2 separate regions of the Mustela erminea genome follow, and region 2 is linked to region 1. The links are chromatin contacts, called in public Hi-C maps. All regions are on one chromosome and are shown on one strand. The core of a region is the stretch at or near the end of the contact, and the rest is flanking DNA. Distances in the headings are between cores, read along the strand shown.

Region 1 (4,023 bases), core at 769-3,268:
CGCTGCTGCAGTGTTTGGTAAAGGACATACACCAACTGTAAGGAGCCTCAACCTGTGCAGTTTCATCACAGTGTGTCATTTTTCACAAGTGAAATGTGATGACGATGTACAAGTAACAGGCTTGGAAGCTTCTCTGGAAGTTTTTCATGTATTTTTAAATTATACTCTTAACAGTAAAACTCTTAAAAAGATATTTTATGATTACATCACAGCAAGCCATTGTTAATAGAACAAAGAAAGGCTAAAAGACAAGTGAATTATTTAATTAAATATGCACAGCTATCAATGTGGGTTTTCTTTTTTTTTCCTTTTTAAAGATTTTATTTATTTGACAGAGAGAGACACAGCGAGAGAGGGAACACAAGCAGGGGGAGTGGGAGAGGGAGTAGCAGGCTTCCCACCGAGCTGGGAGCCTGATGTGGGGCTCCATCCCAGGACCCTGGGATCATGACCTGAGCCGAAGGCAGAGGCTTAACGACTGAGCCACCCAGGCGCCCCTCAACGTGTTTCTTAAAACAATGAGACTGAGGTATGTCCACTGAAGTCAGGCATTTTGGTACCACTTCTCTTACCAACTGGAATCAGATATTAAAAATTTCTGTGATCTTGAAGGTCTTGTTATACTTGAGAGGACTTTTTTCTTTTGGCCACGAGATTTTTCAGGAAAAATTCACCTATTAAGGAAAAATGAAAATACATTAATATCAATTTAATGTAAATTTCAGAATTATACTTCCATGTTTCCCTTCTTTTTAGCCATTTTTTTTTTTTTTTAATGTTAAGCTCTACGCCCACTGTGGGGCTTGAACTCGTGACCCTGAGATTAAGAGGCACAGACTCCACCAAATGAGCCAGCCAGGCACCCCGTTAGCTTTATCTTTCTTTTTTTTTTTTTAAAGATTTTATTTATTTATTTGACAGAGAGAGACACAGTGAGAGAGGAAACACGAGCAGGGTGATCGGCAGAGGGAGAAGCAGCCTTCTCGCCAGGCAGGAAGCCCAATGCGGGGCTTGATCCCGGGCCCTGAGATCACGACCCGAGCAGAAGGCAGATACCCAATGACTGAGGCACCCAGGAGCCCTGCTTTATCTCTTTCTCCCTCTCTTTTTTTTAAAAAGTAAACTCTACCCCCATTGCTTACAAAAATTTTTTTATCACTAGTCTCTGTTACTCTTTCTAGTACCTCAATATTGTAAAGATGACCCTATTATGTCTGTGGGTCTGCTTTTGAACATTTATTCCACTCTACGTGCACTATCTATTCCTTGTCTCTGACAAAGCATTGCTGTTGGCACGATTCATTTCAGAGAGCAATTCTGCTACGTTATTAGCCTGGATCTGATGTTTATAAAACAGACCTTATTGCAGTTGAGCCGACTCATCTGATGGAATCCCGTTAGCTTATCCCCCTCTAGGGAGGCAGGAGCTCTTCATTTACAACGGGCCTGCTCCCCACCCCCTCGGTGTGCCTGTGCATTAAGACAGCTGCTTAGAGGGGGCACATTCCCTTCTCAGGTCATTAGGGTTCCATTTAGTGTCTCACTGTTCCCGCACGGCTCAGTGCTTATTGGCAGAGCCCAGCACCGCAGGCCTGGTTTTATGAGGAGTCTGATGAACTTTGCTTTGTCATCTTAATATCCTAGTATAACTGCAATGAGCGTATCTGTACCCAATCGCCAAAAATCCCAAGGTTCACAACCCAGCCAAGTAATGAAGAGTTAGCCACGCTATCTAAATCTGGCAGGAGTAGAACCAACATTCTCAGACCCTAACCCATCAGCTGAGTCTAATGCTCTACATAGTAGAATTCGATCTTTTACTGGTAACTTTAAAAAGTTCATAATTTACTTTCTTATAAATGTTAAAAATTTTCCTTAAAAAAAAAGAAATAAAAACCCCTTTCAAATGATTTTACTTTACTCTAACCACTCCGGAAGCTGATGTTAGTTCTATCCTTTACAAAGGTTTTCAGCTTGCTGGCAGAATTCTTCTTGCTTGAAGAATAAATCACTTTATTGGCTTCCAAAGTCCCCACATCCTGTGAGTCAGTGTTGATTCAAAGTCTTGGGTTTTATAACTAGGATAAGCTGTGGTTAGTTCATTGAAATGTCTTGAATTTCTTTACAGGAGCACACTGAATATCACTCATACATGAACATTAGTTTTTATCAAAAGAATGTGTGCCTAATTTAAATGTATCTGTGATTGTTCTTAAAGATTTTATTTATTTATTTGACAGACAGAGATCACAAGGAGGCAGAGAAGCAGGCAGAGAGAGAGGAGGAAGCAGGCTTCCTGCTGAGCAGATAGCCAGATGCAGGGCTCAGTACCAGGACCTTGGGATCATGACCTCAGCCGAAAGCAGAGGTCTTAACCCAATGAGCCATCCAGGTGCCCCTATATCTGTGATTTAAGCCCAATATGTAACACAGTCATCTAAAAGATCATTTACGGTAATCACGTAGTTTAGACCTATCCAAAAAAATAACACTTATTCTTCAAGAAATTATAATTGTGAAATCCAACTGACAGGGAAAACATTATAAACATTTTTTTGGATTAAATTTGGGCTTCAGATATGTCCTCATAGACTTTTTGATGGCCACGATCACATGACTTTTTAACCCTTGGAAAAGGCTTTTCATTTTGTAAGTCAGCTCAAGCTCCTAATCAAAATAAGAGCTGAGATTACAAAGTGAAGAACTGCAGTGTGGCTAGCAAAAAGAGTCGAAATTTCTATATGGAAAAGAATCTTAAAATTTTTTCCTATCGCCTCTGGGAGAAAACCATAAAGATATTAATGGGTATGCAGCACCCATCAGGATTTAAACTGATCTGAAATTAGGAGTTTATTTAGAGATGCAGCTGGCACGGCTGTCAAATGAATACACATTTTTCAGAAAACGGTGTTATATACTTCACTGGTATTTGTCATTTCTGAATAACCTACTACTGAAAGCCACACAAAGAATAAGCTAATTACTCCTGTTTTCATTACAGTGGCTGAGCTAGAAAGGGGGAGGGAACTCTTTATTTAAGGAAAAAAAACAGGTTTAAGAGAAATTTTTCCTTAACAAGTCCTCTATGGAGCAAAGTTCCTAAGATGTTCCAAAAAAACAATTCTTCCTTCAAAAGGCAAGCACAGCTATTGTAATATTAACGTGGAAACTTACGGTCTGAATAAAACTATCCCCCGCAGTGTAACTTACCTGCTTTATATGAAGAACGCACCAGAGGGCCACTAGCAGTATAATGAAATCCAAGTTCATTTCCTACTTTTTCCCAGTATTTGAACTTCTCAGGAGTAATGTACTCTTCAACCTACATTTAGAGAATTCATTCAGATAGATTTTAGAATTTCCCTAAAGCATTGTGATTCTGTAGAAAATCTACGCTCATGCATTCAGGATGGTTTTCACTTCGTAATTTATCCAGTTGCCTTGAGGCTTTTGCCTCTCCATCCTCACAGATGACCTGCCTGCTGGTTACTAGGCCTATCAGCACTTGATTACAGAGGGAAAACATCAGTTTCATAGTACATTAGCTATTCTGAAAGTTGTAAAAGATGAGATCACCTACAGAGATTATATATCTGTATTCCCCCTTTGTGGACTAACAGGTATAATCAAGAATTAATCACACCTATCGGGTTCTTGAGGACCAGACTTCCTGGTCTTGTCTTGTCTCTTGTGCTCAGCCCTGTGTCTGGCACACGGTCACTAGTCTACAAGTTTCTTGAATGAATGAATGTTCAATACAGAAATAAGAAGACAGACTCTTTATTTTTACTTCACCTCTGGCTCTCACATAACTCTAAAACCAATCACGAGATGACCATGTGTGAAAGAATGCAATTTCCCAACTATTTAATTTTTTCTGTACATTCACTTAAGTCACACAATTTTCAGGGCAGCAAAAATGTGCCAGTATTATCTGCTGGCTTTATGCCGACAAATGGGAACCGGGACTTGGAAATATACATGGAACGTTACACTAGAACGTCAGCAGTTTCTCAGTTGTGC
Region 2 (4,023 bases), core at 954-3,453, 160 kb before region 1:
AATGGCAACTGGCTTCCCCACAGTGAGTGATCCAAGAAAGACCAACACAGAAGCTAAGGTTTATGACCTCATCCTGAAGTAGCATACCATCACTTCTGCCATATTCTGGTGCTCACATAAACCAATCCTGATACTGTGTGGGAAGGCACCATAGAAGAGAGTAAGTACCCAGAGATAGGAAGAATCTTTGGGAGCTATCTCAAAATCTGGCTACCAAAGATGAAATTCCTAAATGTATTTGATCACAAAACCCTTTCTTTTTAAATATTTTATTTATTTATTTGACAGACAGAGATCACAAGTAGGCAGAGAGGCAGGCAGAGAGAGAGAGAGAGAGAGAGAGAAGCAGGCTCCCTGCGGAGCAGAGAGCCCGATGCGGGGCTCGATCCCAGGACCCTGAGATCATGACCTGAGCCGAAGGCAGCGGCTTAACCCACTGAGCCACCCAGGCGCCCCTACAAAACCCTTTCTTTAATATTTTCCTGGGACTACTATTCTATGGAACACATTCAGGAAACGCTGTCATGGGTCATGGAAATCTGTTGGAATTTCTGCTAAGTTATAGCATCAATCTATGTTTTATTTAAAAAAATTTTTTTCACTCTATCTAAAAAGTTACTAGCAAAAAGAAACACATCAAATGAAACAAAAGAAGAGGAAGGATTGGGGCACCTGTGTGGCTCAGTGGGTTAAGCCTCTGCCTTCAGCTCAGGTCATGATCTCAGGTTCCTGGGATGGAGCCCCACATCGGGCTCTCTGCTCAGCGGGGAGCCTACTGCCCTCCTCCCACCCTACCCCCCGCCCCGCCTGCCTCTCTACGTACTTGTGATCTCTCTCTCTCTCTGTTAGATAAATAAATAAAATCTTTAAAAAAAAAAAAGGTAGAGAGACTCCAGTTAGGAACTGTTGCAGTGTTGTAGGACAGAGGTAATGGCTATGGGGGTGACAATAGGTAATGAAAAGAAGGAGCTGAAATGAGATAGATTGTGGACGCAGAAACCACAGAACAGTGTGATTGTGAAAGAAGAAGGCATCTGCAGTGACTCTGATTTCTAGTGTAAGTGACTGTGTCCATAAGTCCATTAACCAACGGTGAGTATGTCCATCGGAATGCTTTTTGCAACAAGGGACATAAGCCCTTACTCAAATGGACTGGAATAATAAGGAAAGTATTGGGTCCGCCGATCAGAAATCCAGAGGTGGGACGGGCTTTTAGGGCTAACCTAAAATACCTCCAGTTCCATTTCCCTTCTCTTGCTCTGTTCTCTTCCTTGTGTCAGCTTTTTCCTTAGGCTGCTTTTTAAGGTTCTTGAACTTTTCTGGCCTCATATCTGCACAAGATATCTGATAGCCTTTGGGGCAGGGTGCCCCAAATATGCGTCTTTGGGATTTTGATTCTTTTGAATTAAAATTACTTAAGGAACAGGGGGCGCCTGGGTGGCTCAGTGGGTTAAAGCCTCTGCCTTTGGCTCAGGTCATGATCCCAGGGTCCTGGGATGGAGCCCCACATCTGGCTCTCTGCTCCACAGGGAGCCTGCTTCCCTCTCTCTCTCTGCCTGCCTCTCTGCCTATTTGTGATCTCTGTCAAGTGAATAAATAAAATCTTTAAAAATAAATAAATAAAATAAAATTACATAAGGAATAGTCACTACCAAAAAGACACTCTCCTCCTCTGTCCCCCTGAAGACAGAAAATAAATCCCCCATGTGAAGCGTGCCCTCCTTGCACCTGGAGGGTAGAAAGCATCCTTATTGCCAGAGAGAAGAAATTCAGGGCTGAAAAGGCTATATAAGCAAACCTAGTTACTTCATGAGCTTTCTACTTCAGGCCCAAACTTCTTTGTCTTGTCAGTTCTTCACGGATTTATTGTGTCTTTGCCTAAAAGGTATAAAAACTCTCTGCTTTGGTCATCTCTTCGAGTCTCATATTTTTATGAGCCCATAAGTATGAAATTAAATTTTTCTCCTGCTCATCTGTCTCATGTCAATTTCAGTATTAGACAAGCCAAAGAACCTAGAAAGAAAGAAAAAAAAGTTTTCCTCTGTTACACTATATTGGAGAAAAAAGAGGCTATCTCTCCATGTGGCACTCTCTGTTTATTCACTTGCCAATGCCTAGATTGAATCTCAAACCCAGCAGTGACTCAGGCCCTGAGACCAAAAAGAATGCTTTGTGCTCATTTAAACCAGTAACTAGCAAGGAGGCTGGACAAGATTCTTAGCCCTGTGAAGCCTGTCTCTGGACCTGGAGGGTATTACGCGTAGAAGAGATAACCACAAAGTCCTCTGGAATGAATCCCGCAGGCAGTTGGAAATGTGATTCCACAGCACAAAGAATTACAGATTGGGGAGTCATTTGCATTGACGTTCATTTGAAGACTTGGAAGAATTGAGGTCATTGAGGGTGACCGTGTGTAGGGAGAAGAACAAGAGAACACTGAGGAAGAATTACGTTAAAGGGTCAATGCTGAGTGATGGGAGCCAGCAGAAGAAAGTGATGGGTGGCCAGAGAGGCAGGTATTTGTGGAACCAGGGTGGTAACAGAGTCTCCCTGTAGGCATGGAATGAATGTTTCCAAAGGAATTCCCTTTTCGTTTGTTTTTCTCTCCCACTCAGTGTAGTTCTTCATAGACAAATCCCTGTCATCTATTTCTTTTCTCTCTCGCAATGTCCATCAAAGTCTTACAAATGGCAAACAGTAATAATCTGTTGCTTGATTAGGATGGGAAATTTGACTAATAAAGCACATTGTATAAATGTATATGCAAGAGTAGAACCAAAAGCAAGAACACTTGAAGAACTGTGATCTTACTTAAACTCAAGTGTTGGTGTCATACTTAACAAAAAAAGTTATAAACTAAAAGCTAATTTTGTGCTAGTAAAACCACTGGAGGTACCTCCTGAGTACACTGGTGGCTTTAGAAATGTTGTTTGAAGCATTTTTACTATTAATACAACAAAACTGGTCCAAATATAAAATTTCAGTTAAAAGTATTAGACGCCTCTCTGTTGTGTTTGAGAAAGTCTACCTTATATAATGTCAATTGAGTGGTTCTCTTGTTACTTTCTTCCTCACAGAATAGGAGTTTAAATGTGCACATTTTTTAATATAAGAAAGAGAAAATCAAAGAATCACCTCTATACCAGACAGCTCAGTCTCTATTTTACATACTTTTACTTTTCTTTGTTTTTATTATTTTTAAAGATTTTATTTTTTTATTTGACCAAGAGAGCACAAGCAGGGAGAGTGGCAGGTGGAGGCAGAGGGAGAAGCAGGCTCCCCGCAGAGCAGGGAGCCCGATGCCAGGCTCGATCCCAGGACCCTGGGATCGTGACCTGACCAAAGGCAGACATCCAACTGACTGAGCCATCCAGGCACCCCTGCTTATTTTTATTTTACATCATTCTGTGTTGTGCAGCATCTTCTTAGTAGGAGGGATTGTTTGGCTTTACTGAAGGGGTGTGGGGATCTGTTAAAATCCTCTGCATACCAGGAAGCAGAAGGTAAGGATTTTTTATTGGTTGATTCTTTTTTTTTTAAGTTTTTATTATTTTTATCTTATTAATTAATTTATTTATTTATTTGAGAGAGAGAAAGAGAGAGCACAAACAATGGGAGAAGCAGGCTTCCTGCTTGAGCAGGGAGCCTGATGCAGGACTTGATCCCAGGACCCTGGGATTATGACCTGAGCGGAAGACAGACCCTTAACCAATTGAGCCACCCAGGTATCCCTTGGGTGATTCTTTGATTAAGGTTTAGTATATTAGGGCAATGCACAGTTTACAGTTAATACTGAGTGATGATGATGTTGATGATGAAGAGGAAGAAGAAGAAGAAGAAAGGGATGAATGAATGAGGAGTAAAAGAACATTCTTTATAAAAGTGGAAATTTAATTGGTGCTATGATTTGTATAAGTTATGCATGATGTACAGAAGAAGAGCTAGAATAAATTCTTATGAATTCTTCATTTGAAATAACCACTTCTGGTCCTTTCAGATAGTCTTTCTCTATTGCTGCATATA

What was found. A called contact is a pair of places that touch in the nucleus more often than the background predicts.
Region 2: a Hi-C map of fibroblasts shows a contact between it and region 1, with 5 times the contacts expected there. The contact joins two enhancer-like sites. A contact is called at or near these places in 3 of 3 Hi-C or Micro-C datasets (fibroblasts, skeletal muscle and spleen).

Annotation. Positions count from the first base shown.
Region 1 is chr2:130,240,031-130,244,053 of mMusErm1.Pri, reverse strand. LIAS (lipoyl synthase, mitochondrial) reads right to left here. Exons shown (of 8, transcript XM_032334117.1): 7 at 3,211-3,322; 8 at 427-674. The coding sequence ends at 619. Among named protein-coding and RNA genes, the nearest start is that of LIAS, 14 kb to the right of the region's middle. Within about 2 kb of position 2,018, the one cell type or tissue checked has open chromatin away from gene starts, as enhancers often do. A contact at or near this core is called in fibroblasts, where this site is marked.
Region 2 is chr2:130,401,376-130,405,398 of mMusErm1.Pri, reverse strand. No RefSeq gene overlaps it. Among named protein-coding and RNA genes, the nearest start is that of SMIM14, 27 kb to the right of the region's middle. Within about 2 kb of position 2,203, the one cell type or tissue checked has open chromatin away from gene starts, as enhancers often do. A contact at or near this core is called in fibroblasts, where this site is marked.